Linked DNA regions of Hordeum vulgare: region 1 is linked to region 2. The links are chromatin contacts, called in public Hi-C maps. All regions are on one chromosome and are shown on one strand. Each heading gives the region's core, a stretch centred on a gene start, on an enhancer-like site or on the middle of the called end of the contact. The rest is flanking DNA. Distances are from core to core; before and after follow the strand shown. Region 1 holds the start of LOC123409390 (bZIP transcription factor 50). Region 2 holds the start of LOC123413033 (brefeldin A-inhibited guanine nucleotide-exchange protein 1-like).

Evidence for each region. Hi-C and Micro-C count contacts between places; a contact is called where the count stands out from the background.
Region 1: a Hi-C map of leaf shows a contact between it and region 2, with 3 times the contacts expected there. The contact joins the promoter of LOC123409390 here to the promoter of LOC123413033 in region 2. A contact is called at or near these places in 2 of 6 Hi-C or Micro-C datasets (leaf and seedling) and 1 of 1 datasets of contacts at active chromatin or transcription factors (embryo).

The regions. Positions count from the first base shown.
Region 1 is chr7H:548,398,994-548,404,545 of MorexV3_pseudomolecules_assembly, reverse strand. LOC123409390 (bZIP transcription factor 50) reads left to right here and starts at 3,345. Exons shown (of 3, transcript XM_045102312.1): 1 at 3,345-3,829; 2 at 4,352-4,572; 3 at 4,949-5,465. The coding sequence starts at 3,417. The coding sequence ends at 5,196.
Region 2 is chr7H:548,243,599-548,249,191 of MorexV3_pseudomolecules_assembly, reverse strand. LOC123413033 (brefeldin A-inhibited guanine nucleotide-exchange protein 1-like) reads left to right here and starts at 3,590. Exons shown (of 12, transcript XR_006613664.1): 1 at 3,590-4,781.

The DNA.
Region 1 (5,552 bases), core at 2,096-4,595, 160 kb before region 2:
TGAAGGTAGTTGAATTCATGTTATTTTATTATGATTTTAATGCTTTACTATGCATTTCATCTTCTGATGCTAGATTTTTTTGCACTTGAACGTTTTAATGAATTTGTTCAAGCCTTCTGAATTTAGTTCACTTGCGTCCAACACTTAGCTATAATTATTGTTTGCTGCGATTTAACTGTCTATGGCCCACGGGTTGAGAAGAAGCACATCACATTATTATCACATGACAAAAGTGGCTGCATGGTAAGGAGAAGGGCATAACTCCGCTATGGACATATGTAGCAACATGTGTAGAGATATGGTAATGCATGTTGGTAGTGCTATAAGGCCACGCCAGGGTTTGTGACATTGCCGGATGCTAGTATGTTTCTACCATTGACCCTTGTAAATCGCTTTAGTGAAAGGGCGAAGGTTATTATACTATTGCAACATGATACTGCTGGTAGAGATCGTGCATTGCACGTGCACATTTACTAGAGTGATATTAGTGGTCTTTTAATGCTGTAAATTGTAAATTTGACAAGACACTTTGGCTTTTTAAATATAGATCATAGTAGTATTTTCATGCTGTAAATTTCAGATTTGATAAGATACGTTGACTTGATATTTTTTATGGTTGTATTTCAGAGAAATATTGAGGTGTGAAATTCGAATACGAGATATAGCTATTCCATAACATGTGTATTGTTGAGTAAATCTTGGCTCTCTACATCAGCCTTCAATCAGTTGAAGGTACAATCTGGTACTGAATTGTAGAGTTCTTGTTCTTGCAGGAATTTGGGGATCAAGCTGCTGATTGCCTCGTCATCCAGAAAATTTATTTTAGCCAGCAGAACATTTGCTGGAAGATCAACCAGCTGTTTGTGGTGAACGAAGTGAGCTCCTATTTACTACGTTTGAATTTGTTGATTGAAACACTGGGTCCAAGCTTGATTGTTTAGACAGCAATGAACACTCCTCTGTTTCCTCAACTTCTTCTAACAAAATTGGCTATTGTTAAACCTGATTTTTCTTTTACATAATATTCTTTCTGTTTCAGTTAATAAGTGTTTGCCATGAGTTTTTCCGATTGAAGAAACATGATTGTGTAAATAGTTCAGTTCAGGTTCACGATGATGAGTTTTTCTTATTTCCAGTTACAGATTATTATCCACATAAGCAAACCTGGGGCCTTCCTGCTGTTCCTTTTTTAAACGGTGCCTCTTACTGTTCTCCATTAGCTTGTATATATTTTTCATTTTTTTGTTTTCCAATGCGGATGTTGACGATTCAGTGTATATAATAGATGTTAAGTTGGATTCAGGTCTATAACACATAGCATGCCTCTTTGGCCAGTTGTTAGTATTGGCATTTAATATATATTGTTGAACTCAAAGTTAATAATATGTTGCAGCTGACCCGGCTTGATATTTGAGAAATAATGAAAGCTTCCTAGCATTAAGAATTTTTTTCTTTTGCCTGTAGTTGTCATCTAAATCATTCTAGAACCAAAAAACAAGTTAGTAGTATTCGTTCTTGTCTAAGTATTTAGTTATCCTCTTATTAAGATATGCATAGTACTAATTCCCAGTTTTTGAACCTTATCTGATGTTTTCACACTTCATTTTTTCCTCAAATATTTATATTGTTCTTTCTACGTGATGGATGGGCACAAACGCACCTTATGTTATTGGTGCAGCGCTTGTGTGGGAGGCCTTGCAAATGCTATAGCAGCTGACTACCCAGTTTGGACATAGACGGGCATAGATTCCCAAAGCATTACAATCAAGGAGAGGAGGAAAGGCGTTGGACAACTTCCCTGTATTTTTCACCCATAAGTTTGCAACCTATTTTTTAAAATGGAAATGACTTGTGACACATTTTATTGAATATCAAAGTGAGTTACATGGTTGAACGCTGAAGACAAAACCCCTAGGGTTCTCAAGTGTCACACCACGATGCTTTACGCTTGATAAGCTTCCTTGCCTATCTGTGCTATGTTGCCCCTAGAGAATGGCTAAAGTACTAACCTTGAGGTACAATGTTTTTTCTTGGTCATGTCATTATAAATTACATGTTCTCAGTTTATCTCGAACCATTCTATAAACATAATTGTATTTATTATGAATGAATATTTATATCCACTTTGCACATTGTATCTTCAAATTTTCTTATGTAACTTACATTTCACAGTGCTATATATTTCTTAAATCACCTACCTTTCTTATTGTGAAAATGGACGGGCACAACAACGCGTGCCCACTATGATCTAGAAATTCTTATAGCCACTAATCTGCTCACGTCATTACTTATTGTACAATTTACCATCCTACAATAGTAGTACACTTTCTCCGGTGCTAATATGTTGATACCATGGTGACATCTTTAGCTCATGTTTAATCTTGCCAGAACTAAGCTGGTTTATAAAATTTAAATTCCCTCTGTATTTTCTCATTATGAATCTAATGCTTTATTGATTTGTTTTTGGCTTCGACATGTTCTACAACAATATACGTAATAGGAATATCTCTGAACCGTAGTTCTACTTTAGGATAAGCTGTAAGAAAGTGAGTGGGGCGGCACTGTCGTCGTTATCGATATACCCTTCCAGCTCGTAGGCGGTGTCCGCTGTAACTCCCATGGGTGGCCTTGCCGCCATCATCAGTTCTTCAACTTGCAAAGATGAAAAGCAGCATGAATCCAAGAAGGAACTTTTTTTTTTTTCAAGACTGATTTGTTTTTTGTATCTTCGCTCCAAGTTTGTATCTCCACCATGTTCACTTGGACAATGTTTATATGTACCTTCCAAGATCATCCAAGAAAATTAGACATTACGAAATCTTCATCGGATGTTTGATTCCATTTTTACAATAAAATAGATTAAATAGGCTATGACATTATCTTCTTTATTAAGAAGTTGTTCATCCAGTCGGCTGTCCTTCATCTCTAACATGTACCTATACAATTGTGATTTCTACTTGTTGTGCTCGAACTTCACATGACATCCACAAAAGATAATTGATAGGTTTGTATTCCCCTTTTCCTCTTTTCTTTAGAGATAATAAGGCGGTCATCGAATAATATGATTTCAAATTTTTATACTTACTTAAACTTCATATTTGTGAACACGTGCAGTTACTAGTCCTTTCAAAGTCCATCTCAGCAGGCAGCAGCCCAACGCAGCAAGACCGGCCCAAAGCCCCCACGAAAACCCAACGAGCCAACGTGGCGCCTCCGGTCCCTCCGATTGGCCAGGCCACGGCACCGCTCCGCGTGGGCCCCACTCAACCCCTCTGTGCTGTACCCCTCACCGTCGACTTCCACGAACCATCCTCCTCCTTCCCCACGAAGCAAAATAACCGAAGCACAAGCGTCCGCTATATAACAACCGGCAACCAGAGACCGTGACAAAATAGCACCTCACCCCACCCCACCCCATGGACGCCGACCTCGACCTGGACGCCCTCCTCGCCACCTTCGCCGCCGATTCCGCAGTCTCCGAGCTCCTCGCCCCGCCTCCGCATCTCGATGCGGAGGCGGGGTCGCCGGAGTCGGTGACCTCCCGGTCCAGCCCCGCCGGCGAGGAGGCGCTGTCGGAGATCGAGAGGTTTCTGATGCAGGAGGAGGAGGCGGCGGGGGTGGAGCCGGTGGACGGGATCAGCGTGGATGAGTTCATCGACGCCCTGTTCGACGGTGCGGAGGAGGGGGGCGAGAAGGGGAACGGGAGTGAGGCTGAGGCTGGGGGCAGCACTGATGGGGACTCTAGGAGGGGGGATGAAGAGGGGGTGGAGGTGGTGACGCCGGAGACGGAGGTTGATGGCGATGATCCCATCAGCAAAAAGAAGAGGAGGTATGCCAAATTTTGTTATTTGTCGCACGATATATCGTCTGTCATCTTGTTTGCCCGTAGAACTTACGAATTTACATCCAGCTTAAGGATCAATTATCTGGAGGGTCCTTGTCATAATTAACCTAATTCGGAGTAGTACTAAAATGCACAAAATTGTACAACAAACTATAAGTTTTTTTTAGGATATCTCTTAAGCTTTCAGATGTGTTGTTCTGTATGGTGAATGTTATTCATTGGAAGAAATTTTAATTAAATGAGGGCACTACAACTTTATAATTGCATAACTTGTCCGTTGTCATGTGGAGTTTGACCTTGGCTAAAAAGAGTCACATTTGGTACATCTCTTGGTTAAACGGAATGTTATTTTCTCTTGCTGAAAGATTCGTCTTAGAGTCAAAAAAAATCTTAACCAGATGACAAGTATCCAGTATTATTGTTTAAGTAGGAACGTTTGTGTTCTCAATTGCAAGGCTATTTGGGCCGTATAGCCTCATACAAGTTGGGTGTTTGTTCATTTGTCAGGCAAATGAGGAATAGGGATTCTGCCATGAAGTCGAGGGAGAGGAAAAAGTCATATGTTAAGGACTTGGAGACGAAGAGCAAGTATCTCGAGGCGGAGTGTCGCCGCCTCAGCTACGCACTTCAGTGCTGCGCAGCTGAGAACATGGCACTGCGCCAGAACATGTTGAAGGATAGGCCTATTGGTGCTCACACAGTCATGCAGGAGTCTGCCGTACTTATGGGTAAGATGCATCAAACATATATACTTCACCATAAGCTGAATGAACGAAATTCTCTTACTAATTGGTTTTCATTGCTCAAACATGCTGACAAATAACTAGTGCATTACTTCCTATACTGCAAGTATATCTAATGTTCTAACTTGAAATCATCGATATGATACATTCAAGCTTATTGAGTTATGCAACCCTCTTGCACTCAGAAAATCTCTACCGTTGGTGACATTGGATCGTTTCCACTGATTACAAATAATGGCTTAACTTAGTGAGCTGGATGGGTTCACATAGAGTTTGCATGAAATGAACCTGGATTGCTATAATCTTGCAAGATGGTCTGATCGTTTCTGCTGTGCTAAATACAATCATTTCCTTTTTGCAGAAACCCTGCCGTTGGTTTCCCTGCTTTGTCTAGTGAGCATCGTGTGCCTATTCCTAACGCCCGGTCTACCCAACCGAAGTCTGGTGGCTCCAAGGAGAGCCGAAAGAGATCTCGCAATGGTAGCCGGAAAGCCAAGCAGTGATCAACCAGAGACCTTGGAGCTTCTACTCCATGGAAGACGCTGGAGGGGCACAAGGGAGAGGATCAAGCTAGATATTCTGCCGTTGCGTGCAGCTGCTGCTTGCTAGACTAGTGACAGCTTATTCGCAAGTTTCCAGTATGTAGTGTAGTTATGTGTGTTCTCTTGCTGCAACCGTGGATTTATCCATGAGTACCTTTCTTCTCTCTCCGTCCCCTCTTGTTTTATGATCTTCTAATCAGATGCTAGTTTTGAAATCTGGCATTCCGTGTTACTTTATGTCTCTGGCGTAAGTTCGGGCACCCTCTGGGTTTATGTAACTATGTGAATCCTGTTTTGCCAATGCCAGAATGACGTTGATGTCAAATTCAAACCAAAGAAAGTTCACCAGTGAACTCACAAGTGAATGGCCACAAAATCTTGAGAGTAGTTGTCAAAAATACAGTAACGGCAAGCAGCTATATG
Region 2 (5,593 bases), core at 2,341-4,840:
AACTATATGTATATGTATATATGGATAAACAGTGCAATACTTTGTATGTTGGTTCTTTCGATATATGGGGATGTACATTGATTTATATGTATATCATATATGTGTGGTGAATTATATATATGTGTTGGCAAGTATATGTGTGGTGAACTATATATCATATATGTGTGGTGAATTATATAAATGTGCTATCAAATATATATATATATGTGCTGTGAAATAATATAAAACAAAAAAACAAGTACTATATGGGCTCTTTGCCGTCTGCTAGCTGATGGCAAAGACCTGTGCCATCAGCTGGCTGATGGCAAAGGTGCCACATGGCACCCATCTGTGCATCATGGGTGTCTATATAGGCTCTTTGCCGTCTGCCTCCAGGGTGGGCAGACGGCAAAGAAGAGGGCACAAAGGAGGGGGGGAGGAGGAGGAAGACGACAAATAGTGGAGGGGGGAGGAGGAGGAGGCAGACGGCAAAGAATAAAGGGGAGCAGACGGCAAAGAATAAGGGGGAGGCAGACGGCAAAGCCTCCGTTAACCCCTAATGGAGGCAACGCCTATTGGCTGCCGTCTCGAGCACTTTGCCAACTGCTCCTATGGAAAGCTGACGGCAAAGAGCTTTGTCGTCCGCTTTGGGGGGACAGACGGCAAAGAAGGTCCTATGCCGTCGTAGGCTGACGCAGAAATGTTGCCGACCGTGAGATTCTTTGTCGTCTGTGGTATTCTCTTTGTCGTCCGGGATTTAGTCTTTGCTGTATGTGATGGAAGACGGCAAAGAAGATGATTCTTGTAGTGAGAGAGTGATCCAGAATTGAATCACAGAACATCGGTCAAAGTTATCCTTAGTAACTAATAGACTGAGGAATTTTTCTCGATTATGGAGGTGGTTAAAGAGTTCGTCGTAAATGGTTACGTTGATGCAAGCTTTGACACTAATCCGAATAACTATGAGTAGTAAAACGGATTCGTATAGTAGAGTAGATATTTGGAGTATTTCGGAATAGCACATAGTAGCAGCTTCTATAAGATGACATAAAGATTTGTAAAACACACAGGGATCTGAAAGATTCAGAACCGTTGACTAAAACCTCTCTCACGAGCAAAACGTGATCACACCCCAGAACTAGATGGGTGTTGGATTCGTTGAAATCACATGGTGATGTGAACTAGATTATTGACTCTAGTGCAAGTGGGAGACTGTTGGAAATATACCCTAGAGGCAATAATAAATTGGTTATTATTATATTTCTTTGTTCATAATAATCGTTTATTATCCATGCTAGAATTGTATTGATTGGAAACTCAAATACATGTGTGGATACATAGACAAACACACTGTCCCTAGTGAGCCTCTAGTTGACTAGTTCGTTGATCAAAGATGGTCAAGGTTTCCTGGCCATAGACAAGCGTTGTCACTTGATAACGGGATCACATCATTAGGAGAATCATGTGATGGACAAGACCCAAATTATATACGTATCATATGGATCGTGTCATTTTATTGCTATTGTTTTCTGCGTGTCAAGTATTTGTTCCTATGACCATGAGATCATATAACTCACTGGCACTGGAGGAATACCTTGTGTGTATCAAACGTCACAATGTAACTGGGTGACTATAAAGGTGCTCTACGGGTATCTCCGAAGGTGTCCGTTGAGTTAGTATGGATCAAGACTGGGATTTGTCACTTCGTGTGACGGAGAGGTATCTCAGGGCCCACTCGGTAATACAACATCACACACAAGCCTTGCAAGCAATGTGACTAAGTGTAAGTCGCTGGATCTTGTATTACGGAACGAGTAAAGAGACTTGCTGATAACGAGATCGAAATAGGTATGCGGATACTGATGATCGAATCTCGGGCAAGTAACATACCGAAGGACAAAGGAAATGACATACGGGATTATATGAATCCTTGACACTGAGGTTCAACCGATAAGATGTTCAGAGAATATGTAGGATCCAATATGGGCATCCAGGTCCCGCTATTGGATATTGACCGAGGAGTACCTCGGGGCATGTCTGCATAGTTCTTGAACCCCCAGGGTCTGCACACTTAAGGTTCGATGATGTTTTAGTATAGTTGAGTTATATGTGTGGTTACCGAATGTTGTTTGGAGTCCCGGATGAGATCACAGACGTCACGAGGGTTTCCGGAATGGTCAGGAAACGAAGATTGATATATATGATGGTTTCATTTGGTTACCGGAAGGTTTTCACGCATTACCGGGAATGTACCGGGACTGACGAATGGGTTCCAGAAGTTCACCGGGAGGGGGCAACCCACCCGGGGGAAGCCCAATGGCCCTAGGGGTGGCGCACCAACCCTTAGTGGGCTGGTGGGACAGCCCAAGAGGGCCTAGGCGCCATAAAGAGAAAACCAAAGAAAGAAAGAAAAAAAAGGGGAGGTGGGAAGGAAGAGAAGGACTCCACTTTCCAATCCTATTTTGAGTAGGATTGGAGTAGGAATCCTACTCTCCTCCAGGCCGGCGCCCTCTTGGGACTTGGTCCTCAAGGCAGGCCTCTTCCCCCTCCCTCCTATATATAGTGGTGATTTAGGGCTGATTTGAGACAACTTTTGCCATGTGCAACTCAGATCTAGACACCATAGTTCTTCCTCTAGATCGTATTTCTGCGGAGCTCGGGCGGAGCCCTGCATGAATAGATCCTCACCACCACCGGAGCATCGTCACGCTGCCGGAGAACTCATCTACTTCTCCGTCTTGCTTGCTGGATCAAGAAGGCCGAGATCATCGTCGAGTTGTACGTGTGCTGAACGCGGAGGTGCCGTCCGTTCGGCACTAGATCGGAACGGGTCATGAGACGGATCGCAAGACGGTTCGTGAGACGGATCGCGGGACGGATCGGGGGATGGATCGCGGGACGGTTCGTGGGGCGGTTCGAGGGACGTGAAGACGTTCCACTACATCAACCGCGTTTCTTAACGCTTCCTGCTGTGCGATCTACAAGGATACGTAGATCGAAATCTCCTCTCGTAGATGGACATCACCATGATAGGTCTTCGTGCGCGTAAGAATTTTTTTGTTTCCCATGCGACGTTTTCCAACAATACCGACCTGGGCTTGGAATGTTGGATGCTTTGAAAGCAACATAATGCCAGGATCTTTTAACTCACGTACTATTTGTAATGTGTGGGACACGATCAAGCTCAAGAAAAATGAGATCCATGGGCAACGTCATCGGCCGGGCCGGGGAGCTTGACCAATGAGATCCATTTTTGAGGACCTTAGACTATGGGTGTGAGCTAGGAGATTGGGAGCCTCCACGTTTAGTGAGTGACCGCCTAGCAGTTTAGGAGTGGAGTGAGTGTAGGTTACCATTGAGGGGTGACCTTTGTTCCTGTAAAATCTTTTTATCTGTCTTTTATAGGGCTATAAGATACGTCTTTGAGTATTCTCGAAAAAAAAAATCATCATGAAAAACTGCTCAGTTGAAATGCAAGAACTTGGATATTCTTTTACAGACAGTGGTCTAAACTCATGGCGTACGTGGCCGTCAGACCAGAAGACCAAAAGAAAAAAAAGAAAAAGAAGAAGAAGACCAGATTCAGGTCTCTGGTTGGTTGCCAAGCTTGGTCGTCCGAAGCTCCCGTGCGGTTTACTGCTCTGCTCCCGTGCTCTGATCTGCTGCGCTGCGAGTTCCTTTCCCTTTCGTTTCCCCGCTCCCTCCAGTCCGAAGCTACCAGCGAAGCGGCAGAGCCCAGCGCGAGCACCAACTCCCAGCCCCAGATCTCCCACCCCCACCGACCGCCGATGAGCCCGTCCACCTAGCCGGACACGCCCCGCCCTAATGTCGTCGTCGGCGGGCGATGCCGAGGCCGATCCCCTCGGCGGCGCCTCCCCGGCCGGCCGCGTGCTCGGCCGCGCCCTCGACAAGGTCATCAAGCACTCCTCCTGGCGCAAGCACTCGGCGCTCGTCTCTGCCTGCAAGTCCGCCATCGACCTCCTCTCCGCCGCCTCCTCAGCCCCCGCCCCCGACGCCGAGCCGTCCGCCTCGCCCATCCCCGGCCTCCCCGCCCCCGTCGCCGAGGCCGCGCTCCAGGCGCTCCTCCTCGCCCTCGATCCCGGCTCCCCCAAGGTCGCCGAGCCCGCCCTCGACTGCGTCGCCAGCCTCCTCTCCCTCCGCCTCCTCCTCGGCGACGTCGCCCCCGCCGACCCCTCGCCGGTCTCCAGGCTCTTCGCCGCGGTCCTCTCCTGCGGCGGCCTCGGCGACGACGCCCTCGAGCTCGCCGCGCTCCGGGTGCTCGTCGCCTTCGCGCGCTGCCCCTCGGTCTCCGTCCGCGGCGAGTGCCTGGGCCAGATGGTGAGGGCGTGCTATAACCTGTACCTCGGGAGCGCCAGCGGCGGGAACCAGCTCTGCGCCAAGCTGGCGCTCGCGCAGGTGCTGGTCGTCGTGTTCGCGCGCGTGGAGGCGGACGCCATGGACGTCCGCGTGCGCACCGTCTCAGCTGCCGACATGATGGACCTCTCCGACCGCAGCCTCAACGACTCCAGCGTCGTGCAGGCGGCGCAGACGTTCATAAATGAGGCGATGGAGGGGAGCGACGCGCCAGAGGAGGCCGCGCATGTGCCGGACGAGGATGAGAGCATGAGCAGGATCAGGGAGGATGGACTGGCGTTGTTCAAAAACCTCTGCAAACTGTCCATGAAGTTCGCCACGCCGGATAACCCGGATGATCCAGTACTTCTCCGGGGGAAGGTGTTATCACTTGAGCTACTTAGGATGGTCGTTGACAATGCCGGACCGTTCTGGAAGACAAATGAGAAGTATGCACACATAGCTATGCTTCTTCTGATTATATACATGAGAATTTATTGCATTCCCTCTTTCCATAAATATTATTGTTCCAGTGAGTCCTAACATACCAAAATGATAGGGGTAGGGGAGGGAGTTAAAATGGACAATGGAGTAAACTTTACTTGCCAACAGTGAGAGTGTTAAAAATCCAGGAGAGTAGCTTGCCATTTTTTCTATATAGATGACCTCTGTCCGTGTAATCTGCTCGATCGATTGCCATTAGCAGTGTCAAAAAACGGTTCTAATCCAACCCGTGAAAACCACTTGTCATTTTTACTGACTCTCGCATGCTGTATGAGGTTAACGAAAGAAAATGAACTGCAACACTGATCGGTGATTTTTCCACTGTTCGTGTTCAAATCATGGTTGAACACTCCTAACTGCCATATGGGTTGGTTACATGAGGATTTGGCTGATGGAGAAACCATTGGCACTTGTTCCGCGAATTTGTTTGTGTTTGGAACTTTGGATGATATATTTGTAGCTCTAGATAATTGAGGAATTCATGAACATGTATTGATATTTGATGTTCCTTTGTACTGAAGCCTGAACCTCATGTTAGTACTGATGAATAATGAATCGGATTATCCGGTGTCAAGCCTGTATTGCAGTAATTTCTAATTCAATTCGTTGTGGTACTCCCAACAAAGAATGCATGCAAAAGGTCGTTAAGGACACCAAGCAGGTGGGTGAGAACTGAGAAACGAATATCATAGTTACATAGCCTATGCATTGATAACAGTCAGTGATGGAGCGGGGTTGATGATGCCACTTGTCAGTT